2 separate regions of the Mus musculus genome follow, and region 2 is linked to region 1. The links are chromatin contacts, called in public HiChIP or PLAC-seq maps. All regions are on one chromosome and are shown on one strand. Each heading gives the region's core, a stretch centred on a gene start, on an enhancer-like site or on the middle of the called end of the contact. The rest is flanking DNA. Distances are from core to core; before and after follow the strand shown. Region 1 has its middle 3.0 kb from the start of Gm30820. Region 2 has its middle 53 kb from the start of Gm30906.

Region 1 (4,680 bases), core at 897-3,396:
GCCTGGAAAACAAACTCAAGCAAACAACAAACAACAAACTACAAAACAAAACTCTGCTGTGTCAAACTCAAGCCAGTCTCAAGGACAAACATTTGGTCGGAAAAGACTGAAGGAAAGAGAGTGATCCCAGTGAACTTCTTATAGGGTTATGTTGAATTTTAAAACAACTCACAGAACCATTTGATTTCACAGCTAGGGGAGAATTTAGGCGCTTTTTCATTAAGTTCTCTTATTTTACCTGCATAGAGAGTGAAGTGTTTTGCTCAAGGTCAGGGTTATTGGCAGACTGAAGTATACAGTCAGGACTGACTCTAGTGATACCATCTCATATCAGAAATTGCACGAGCTTGTCTTATCTGTGTGTTCTTTCTTTTATGCCAGGGAAATAGGACATTTTAGTCCCCGGAATCACATATACCTTGTATGAGCTTAAAATTCAATAATAAATAGGCATTTTATGATGGACTCTTATTTGGGCTCACTAGAAATAGAAGGTCTATCCATAGTTAACTGTGCTCTTAGCAAGATCCAGGTTTCTATTTATTTGTGCCTAGATTCAAAACGTCTCCAAGAATAATAAGAAAAACACTCTGTCTTCATTCAGAGCCTTCGTTTTTATCCAGTACAGAGAGCAGGAAAGAACAGAATTATCTTGAGTCCTACACACTCTTAGGGCTTAGCTTTCCTCTGTGAGCTGGTAAGCTGGAGCTCACCAATATACACTAAGATAATTGTTAGAGCCTTTTGACCAGCATCAGATATTTCAATCCAGGGCTAGACACTCAGATGAAATATTTTCACTGAAGTCAGATTCTTGACATAGTTTCCCCACCTCCACCCCAATGCCTTTCATTTTCTGTTAAATATGAGATATGGAAAAATGTTAACAATTGTACAGTTAAAGAACAAACATAAGCCCCGTCCTCATTTGGCATGAGAGAGAAGATTTAATCCAATCCCCAGCGGGAAGTGTTGATTGATAATAAAGTAAAAAACAGCAGGGGCGGGTGGAATGCACTTAGACAGTTATGGAATTAACCCCTATAGCTGGGATTATTTTACAATTTAAGAAATTTTATCGGGAGAAAATGAGTTTATGTTATTTGCTCCTAAAATAAGAAAAATGAACATTTCTATGTGACCTAAAACATCTTCAATATTTTAATTATTTCTTAGAGAAAAACAGGAAACTCTTGCTTCCTAATTCATAAATAAATCAAAGAGACCAGGTAACTGATTTGAGATCACGCGAGGGTAGTAAATAGTAAATTCTTCTGCTGATGCTGCCTTTTTGTTTCGTTGAGGCAGAATCTCACTGTGTAGCTCCAGCCTGGAACTCACCATGTAGACCAGGCTGGCTGCAAATTTGCAAAGAGCCACCTGCCTCTGTTTCCTGAGTGTTGGGATTAAAGGTGTGCATCACCATGCCTGGCATGTACTGCATTCTTGATTTAAAATGACATCTTTCTACCTTTAACATTGCATGTTTTACCCCAGAGAAAAATGTGTTCCCACATGTGGGAAGCCACATGTGCCGTTGCAGAGTAGCGCTGACTACTGCTGGCCACCACACATAAGTTTGGACAAACAACCAATGTGTACATATGCAGTAAAGTTTTTTGCAAAGACACTGCCTGGCCCGGGCATGATAATGAGGCTTTGAGAGTATAACCAATCAGATGTGAGACATGCAAATGAGGTTTGATAATGAGGCTCTGTGAGGTACAGAGAGAGAGAGTAGCCAATCAGATGAGGAACATGCAAATGAGGCTTAGTGCATAACCAATCCGGGTGTGAGACACGCCTCTCCTAGGCCTATATAAGCAGCACCAGTTCTGGGCTCGGGGTCTCTTCGCCTCTGCAATCAAGCTCTCCTAATAAACGTGTGCAGAAGGATCCTGTTGCAGAAGGATCCTGTTGCAGCGTCGTTACTGCTGGCCAGTCCGGCGCACGCAAGACCTACAGCTTATCACAACGACCCACGCGACTCCAAACCATCAGAATAACTGTGACGATAATTATTGGTATGTTTGCATGGGGCTTGTCCCTCAGCGAGCACGTGTGCACGGGTGGGGGTTGGTCCTCTGTGTGGCAGTATCAAGGTACAGAAGCATTGAGAAGTGGGGCCTAGGAGGAAGTACTATTGAGGTTATTGTGCCAGCTGCCTTCAGTGGGGTTAATGTGGTTCTGGTGGAATCCAGTCAGCTCTCACCACAGCTGGCTGTGATAACCGGTTGTTGTCTAGTTTGCTTCCTTGCTGTCACCATCTTGCATGTGCCTTTCCTATACTGCTACCAGAGGCTGAGGAGTAGAGCGATGCAATTGTAGGCTTAGAATTTTGAAAACCTACTTTCATAAGGGTTCTCCTTAAAACTTTTTTGACAGTTTGGAATTTGGCAAATGAAAATAGATGATGAGAATGCATTGTATATGGTATACACTTTTAATGAAGCCCATAATTATATATAATTAACATACCTCGAATAAAACATTAAAAAGAAGAAGATAGGATTTTTTTTTTTTTTTTTTTTTTTTTTTTTTTTTTTGGTTATAGTTCTGGTTGATCCAGGAAGTGTGGAATTCTGGACTCTGTCAATTATTTAACAGTCTGATGACCTTGGTCTGGTTTTTTTTTTTTTTTTTTTTTTTTTTTGGCTCAAGGGTCCCTCATGACAGGGAAATTGAGACAGGAAAGTGACTTGCTTGATGCAGTTTTCAGCATCATATCTACAATTAGGAAGCAGAGATGGATGTTTGTGCTCACGTTTCCTCTTTATACACAATCTTGAATCCCAGCCCAGGGAATGGCTGAACCCACAATAGGCCATCTTCCTAAAGTTAGTTAACCTAATTAAGATTATCCCCCATTCCCACAGGTCCGTCTTCCAGTGGACTTAAGATCTCAACTAGAAAATTGAAATTAGCTATTATAGGTCTTTTAAGAGGTAACGTTATCATGAGGTTGTTAAGACCAATCCTAATCTGATATGACCACTGTCCCTCTGCCCTTGTAAGTTAAAGGGGGCTGTGGAGATGCCCCAGTTGGGGAAGGGTGCTTGCTGATAGTATGGAGTACCTGCATTTGATCTTCAGAATCCATACAGTGAAGAGAGAACTCACTTTCGAAAACTGTCCTCTGACTCCACATATAAGCCATAGTGCATGCATGCACAGCTAGCTAAAGCAACATACATTTAAAAAATGAACAAATTGGAATATAAACAGACACCAAAGGGAGATCACACAAAGTCAGGGAGGAGGCAGCCACCTGCAAGCCTCAGAAAGAGGCTGAAACATCTTCTCTCACAGCCTTCTATAGCCGGTCTTAGCTACTTTCCTCTTTTTCTCACCCTTTATCCCCCTGGTTTCACCCCCATCACTAGATAGGAGAAAAAGAAGGATAGAGAGGAGAGATAGATCCTGAACCTATTTTCTTTCTTATTGTTTCTTCTTTGAGCACCACTACTGACCACAACCAACCTCCCTGGATGACCAACAACCATCCAGACCTCTCGAAGGCCCCTAACATCTATATACCCTCTGAAAGTGCCGAGAATTCCAAATGTCACACAGTTACTGGAACCATCTGCAGCTGGAAATCACGCCCCTGCTGGAGCATGAGGCAAGTCATAGTCAGCTTCTATGAAGAATCTGAAGCAGCCCGATATCCCACACCTGGGATCAAAACAAAACCGTATTCTTATACTTCTCTGTGTGTGGGTTTTTTCTTAAGAAACCAAAATTCCAAAATTGTCACTATAGCCCTCAGAAGGAACCTACTTTGTAGACACTGTGATGTTGCAATTTTGTATCCAGGACCTTGAGCAAATAACTATCTCTGATTCAAACCAGTAGATACTTTGTTGGCCCCAGAAAACTCACAAAAACTAAAGAGAGTAAAGTCAGAAACTTTGAAATTGGATGCCTAGCTTGCACAGAAATGCCAGGGTTTATAGCTCATCACTCACAACTTTGTATTTTTTGTCAGCCCCCCCCACCCCCAGGAGAACTAAGTTTGCTATTTCATGTTTGATACTTTCTTGTCTCTGCCATGGAAACAATAGTAATAATAATTTTTAAAACTCACTTTATTGGATTTACTGTGTGTCTTAGTTAGGGTCTGCATTGCTGTGAAAAGACACCACAAACAAGGCAACTCTTATAAGGACAACATTTAATTGGGGCTGGCTTACAGGTTCAGAGGTTCAGTCCATTATCATCAAGGTGGGAGTATGGCAGCGTCCAGGCAGGTATGGTGCTGGAGAAGCTGAGAGCTCTCTACATTTTGTTCCAAAGGCAAACAGGAGCAGACTGACTCTTCTACACTGGGAGGAGCGTCAAACCCATGCCCCCACACTGACACACTTCCCCCAACAAGGCCACACCTCCTAACAGTACCACTTCCTATGGGCCAAGCATATTCAAACCACCACACTGTTGTCAGGAAGCTTAGCTTGAGAAGGTGGTTTCTGGAGTCATTATTATTTTTAAGAGCAGCCTAGCTCGTTTGGAAAACCACTCTGTCTGTCAACATTTTAGTCAGAGGTGACCTCATGATGTGTACCTGGAAAAACCAATTTATTCACTTCATCAAAAAATTCAAGCTCTGAAAATTGAGAAAGAATAAAATCTTAATTAGCTTGTGTTATATGATTTTTTTTCAATTAAAGAAAAACAAAG
Region 2 (4,618 bases), core at 459-2,958, 150 kb after region 1:
AGGACCACATAAATTGATACATAGACTCATAACTATGATAGTTTTCTCAAGTTTACATGCTATTTTTTTTCTATTCTGCGGTCTCCTTTCCTCACTTAGAAATAGACCCAGGCTCTTTTCCTGTATTTACAACATAAATTTGTTAGGTTATATCCTACAAAAAAATCACAATCATTCCAATGTTTTGAGCTTATTAGCATCATTGATGTGGTGGCTTGAATATGCTTGGCCCAGGGAATAGCACTATTAGGAGGTGTGCTAGGGTAGGTGTGGTCTTGCTAGAGTACGTGTGGTCTATTCTAGGAGTGGAAGGAAGAGTGTCACTGTTTGGGTGGGCTTTGAGACTCTTCTCCTAGAAGATCCAGTCTTCTCCCAGTTCCCTTTAAAACAAGATGTAGACCTCTCAGCTCCTTTTACAGCACCATATCTGCCTGGATGCTCCCATGCTTCCTGTCATGATGATCTACTTTAACAAAAAATATCCTATAAAAATGTGAATCTGGTCATGTCTCTTCTCTGTTCAAAATCTCTCAGTGGCCTCTGTGATGATTAATTTTAAGTGTCAATTTGTTACAACGCTGAATTTCCTTGGAAAATAATCTTAATTGGGGAGGAGTATTTAAACCAAGTTGGCCCATGGGCTTGTCTGTGGGAAACTGTCTTGATTACTAATTGAAGTAAAGACCCAGCCCATTGTGGGTGGCACCATTCCCTAGGCGAGGGGCCGTGAACAAAATAAAGCTAGGGGAAAGCAGAAGCAGTGAGTAAGCAGGCAGTAAGGGTCCATTCACTACTCTCTGCTCTTGACTGTGGATGTGGTATGACCCGCTATCTTAAACTCCAGCCATTGTGACTTCTACACATCATAGATTGTAACTGGGAACTTTAAGCTGAATAAATCCTTTCCTCCTCTCAATGAATTCTGATGAGGATGTTTTTATCACAGCAACAGAATGGAAGAAGAACAGCCTCACTTGTCACTTAGAGTGAAAGCCAAGGTCCTTGCATCAAGCCTAGCATGAATTGGCCTGTCTGACCTATTCATCATTTTAGCTTACTCTTCTGCCCATAACTTTTTTTTTTTCTCCCATCCACAGATTCCTTGTTATTTACTGGACACACTGGAGAGGGTTGAGGGTTTAATTCAGTGAAAAGAGTGTTTGCCTAGCAAACACAAAATCTTGGGTTGGGTCCCTAGATCTGAGAAGAGAGAGAGAGAGAAAGAGAGCAAGGAAGGAAGGGAGGGAGGGAGGGAGGGAGGGAGGGAGGGAGGGAGGAAGGGAGGAAGGAAGGAAGGGAGAGATCCATGTGGTGTCCCTTACCCCCTTTAAATGCTGCCTTCCCTCCCAATTCTGGATACCACTCCAGCCTCTATATTGCTCCTCTTTCTAGTCTCACCATAGAGTTTTGTCACATCTAAGTGCAACTCCTCACTCACGTGTCTCCCCCTTACCCCACCCCTCAGGATGTAGGTTCAAGAACAGCAGAAAAGTTTTGCCAGCTTTATCTGTTCCTGAAGAAACTAAAAGTGTGGTGGGCAGGAAGAGAAAGGGGTAGCTTATTAATGACAGAATCCTGCAAATGTGTCTAGTGTATGGCCAAGGAAAACTATGATTGCAGCAAAACATAAAATCATAAATGTTCTTGAATCATTATAAGATTTGGTGGCAGGAAGTGGGGTGGGTAACTTGCTTGTACAGCTCCATTTGGGTGTGCTTTGACAGTGTGATGTTGTAATGTCGAAAGGTTAGACAAGTGTGTCACTGATTGACCTCTGCAATCCGTGTGCTGCTTCTGCATTCCCAGAGAGATTTGTTGACCGAGTGAATAAACTTGCAACGGCTTTAGCATTGGTGCAGATTCTAAGTTAGCCACTTCCTGCAGGGGTTGCCACTGGTTTTGATCTGTTCCCAGTATGAACATCCTCAAGCAACCTGAGGAAAACAAACAATTCCAAAGTCAATTTCCAAGTCCCAATGAAACTCATATTTCTCACAGGACAAAAGTGACTTGAATAATTTAAGCAACTAAATAAACAACTTCATTGTTTTGATAATCTAGGGGCACAAAGCTTGCAGAAAAAAAAAGTAGAGGGAAAATGTGCTAACAGAATCAGCAAATCAATTTCCTTGCAGCCAGGCATGGTATGACTTGGGAGGCGGGATCAGGGTATCAGGAGTATAGATCTGTCTTTGGTGCTATGTCAAGTTTGAGACCAGCCTGCACTCTGTTTAAAAATAAAAACCAAAAATAGAATAGAATAGAATAGAATAGGATAGATAGATAAAGAAATTTTCTTCCTGACATGTGCATGTGATGTTTGTGGGAAGGTATGTTGAAGTACTTAAAGAAATTAATTTTTTATAAGGAAATCTTTTATCTTTCTCTCACGCACAGTCCATCCTGGTTATCCCTTATTTACTGTCTTGGCAATAGATGGGAACTTGTTATTTAACTCTGGCTTCTCTTTAATCTTCTTTTCTCCACTGTAAGTGGTCAGTGAGCAGCGTGCATCCCATCCTTTATCCCCATTTCCCTATTGAAAAAGAATTCCCACAAGCCCTGCCATAGTTAGGCCTCATCTTGGCCAGATCCCACAAGACCTAAGAAGTTAGAAAGAATCATTTCTCCAAATACTTTACCCGACGGCAGTGGTTCTCAACCTGTGGCTCGAGACCCTTTCAGGAGTCAAACAAACCGTTCACAGGGGTCAGTCATACATACAGCTGCATATCTGATAGTTATATTACAATTCATAACAGTAGTAAAGTTACAGTTACGAAGTAGCAACGAAAATAATTTTATGGTTGGGGATCATCACAACACAGGGAATTGTATTAAAGGGTCACAGCATAGAAAGGTTGAGAAGCTCTGCCCTAGAGGGAGTTTGGGTTTTTACATTGTAACACCCATGTCACAGTTAGGTCTTTAGCCAGCCAGTGCCAGGTTAGGTGGTGTACTGGCTGGTTTTATGTGTCAACTTGGCATGGTCTGTAGTTATCACCGAGAAAGGAGCTTCAGCTGGGTAAATGCCTCCACAAGATCCAGCTGTGGGGCATTTTCTCAATTAGTGATCAAGGAGGGAGGGCCCCTTGTGGGTGGGACCATCTCTGGGCTGGTAGTCTTGGTTCTATAAGAAAGCAAGCTGAGCAAGCCAGTGGAAGCAAGCCAGTAAGTAACATCCCTCCATGGCCTCTGCATCAGCTCCTGCTTCCTGACCTGATTGAGTTCCAGTCCTGACTTCCTTTGGTGATCAACAGCAATGTGGAAGATGTAAGCTGAATAAACCCTTTCCTCCCCAACTGCTTCTTGGTCATGATGTTTGTGCAGGAATAGAAACCCTGACTAAGACAGGTGGTGAGGCTAAAACTCATGTTGCCACAGCAGCACATGCAAATTTATTTATGTACCCTCGTAGGATATTTGATCCCACACAAAGAAAATATTAAACTTGGGCTGGTAGGTTGCAATAAAGACTTCTTACACTCAGGCCATTGCTGTTACAGTCGACAGCAACTGTGTTGCTGGTTGTCAAGTCTAACCTTGGTGGACAGTAGCAGTCAGTGACATTTTACCCATCTTAGGCTGACACCAAAGGGCATGGAAGTGCTTTTTATTTACAAGCACCAGTTGTCAGAAACAATTGGGAACTCCCTCTCTTGTAGCTTCAAGATGTTGCAAGTTCTTTTTCTTTTCAATACTTCATGTTGTAAGAATAGATTTTTTTTTATTTCTCATCTCCCAATCAAGCACCCAATACCTTTCTGACTATGTTTTTCATCATTAATTTCCCATGCTTGGATTAGCCTTGTGTGCAGAAATGATTATAGAAATGATAAAACAGATGATACAGTGAATTGGTACACAGTGTGGAATTTCATGAACCAAAAGACAGAAAAGTGTTGCAATCTGGGTGGAGCAGGAATGGGGGTGTGGGTATGTAGAAAAAAGATGTTATTAAAGTACTTCAGTGCTTGATTGGGTAAGCAGACAGAGCCCAGGGTTAACCCAGGACTCTGCTGGCTGGCCCAAGACTCATATAATGTCACCCAGACAACAGTGGAAGGTCTGATAGCAAATGCTTTAAATGGACTCTACCTGGTTGTGGTCAGCCAGCGATGCTCTGCTGATCATCAGTGGCTAAGTGGGCCAGTCTGAGCAAGAGTAATGGTGATGGCAATGTCCACATCGTTACATACGGTGTATATTTGTAAGGGCTGTGTAACTGGTGTAAGTGCTGATGTTATTAGACTGCATTTGCATACACTTTATCTGTCTCTGAGTTGCATGGCATTAAAAAAATTGATGCTTCTATGTTTTAAATTCTTATTAGTTGAGTCCACCCCAGAAGATGACCTCTGTCATTGTGTTGACTATACCTGGCAGGCTTTGAAGTATCTAACAAGTTCAGATGTTATATATATATATATATAGAATAATTGTAGCATAAATGTCTAAGGAAAACTTATTGTTATTTAACAGAGAATTTAGTGTTTTATGAGTTAATTTAAACATTATCATAGAGCATGAAGCTGATACTTCCTACAGTTAGACAACTACTGTACTAACCAAATGCAAAGAAACAAACAGAAAAGTTTGCACATTTGATTTCAGCACT

What was found. HiChIP or PLAC-seq counts read pairs in DNA pulled down with a chosen protein or histone mark.
Region 2: a contact with region 1 is called in a BATF HiChIP or PLAC-seq map of CD8 T cells, with 5 read pairs. The contact joins two enhancer-like sites. A contact is called at or near these places in 1 of 15 datasets of contacts at CTCF or cohesin (the NIH/3T3 cell line), 5 of 484 Hi-C or Micro-C datasets (ECoMG myeloid progenitors, bone marrow-derived macrophages, cerebral cortex and 2 more) and 2 of 115 datasets of contacts at active chromatin or transcription factors (CD8 T cells and embryonic stem cells).

What each region holds. Positions count from the first base shown.
Region 1 is chr10:7,974,510-7,979,189 of GRCm38.p6, forward strand. No RefSeq gene overlaps it. Among named protein-coding and RNA genes, the nearest start is that of Gm30820, 3.0 kb to the right of the region's middle. Within about 2 kb of position 2,147, at least 34 of the 459 cell types and tissues checked have an H3K27ac peak or open chromatin away from gene starts, as enhancers often do. A contact at or near this core is called in CD8 T cells, where this site is marked.
Region 2 is chr10:8,120,348-8,124,965 of GRCm38.p6, forward strand. No RefSeq gene overlaps it. Among named protein-coding and RNA genes, the nearest start is that of Gm30906, 53 kb to the right of the region's middle. Within about 2 kb of position 1,709, at least 7 of the 459 cell types and tissues checked have an H3K27ac peak or open chromatin away from gene starts, as enhancers often do. A contact at or near this core is called in CD8 T cells, where this site is marked.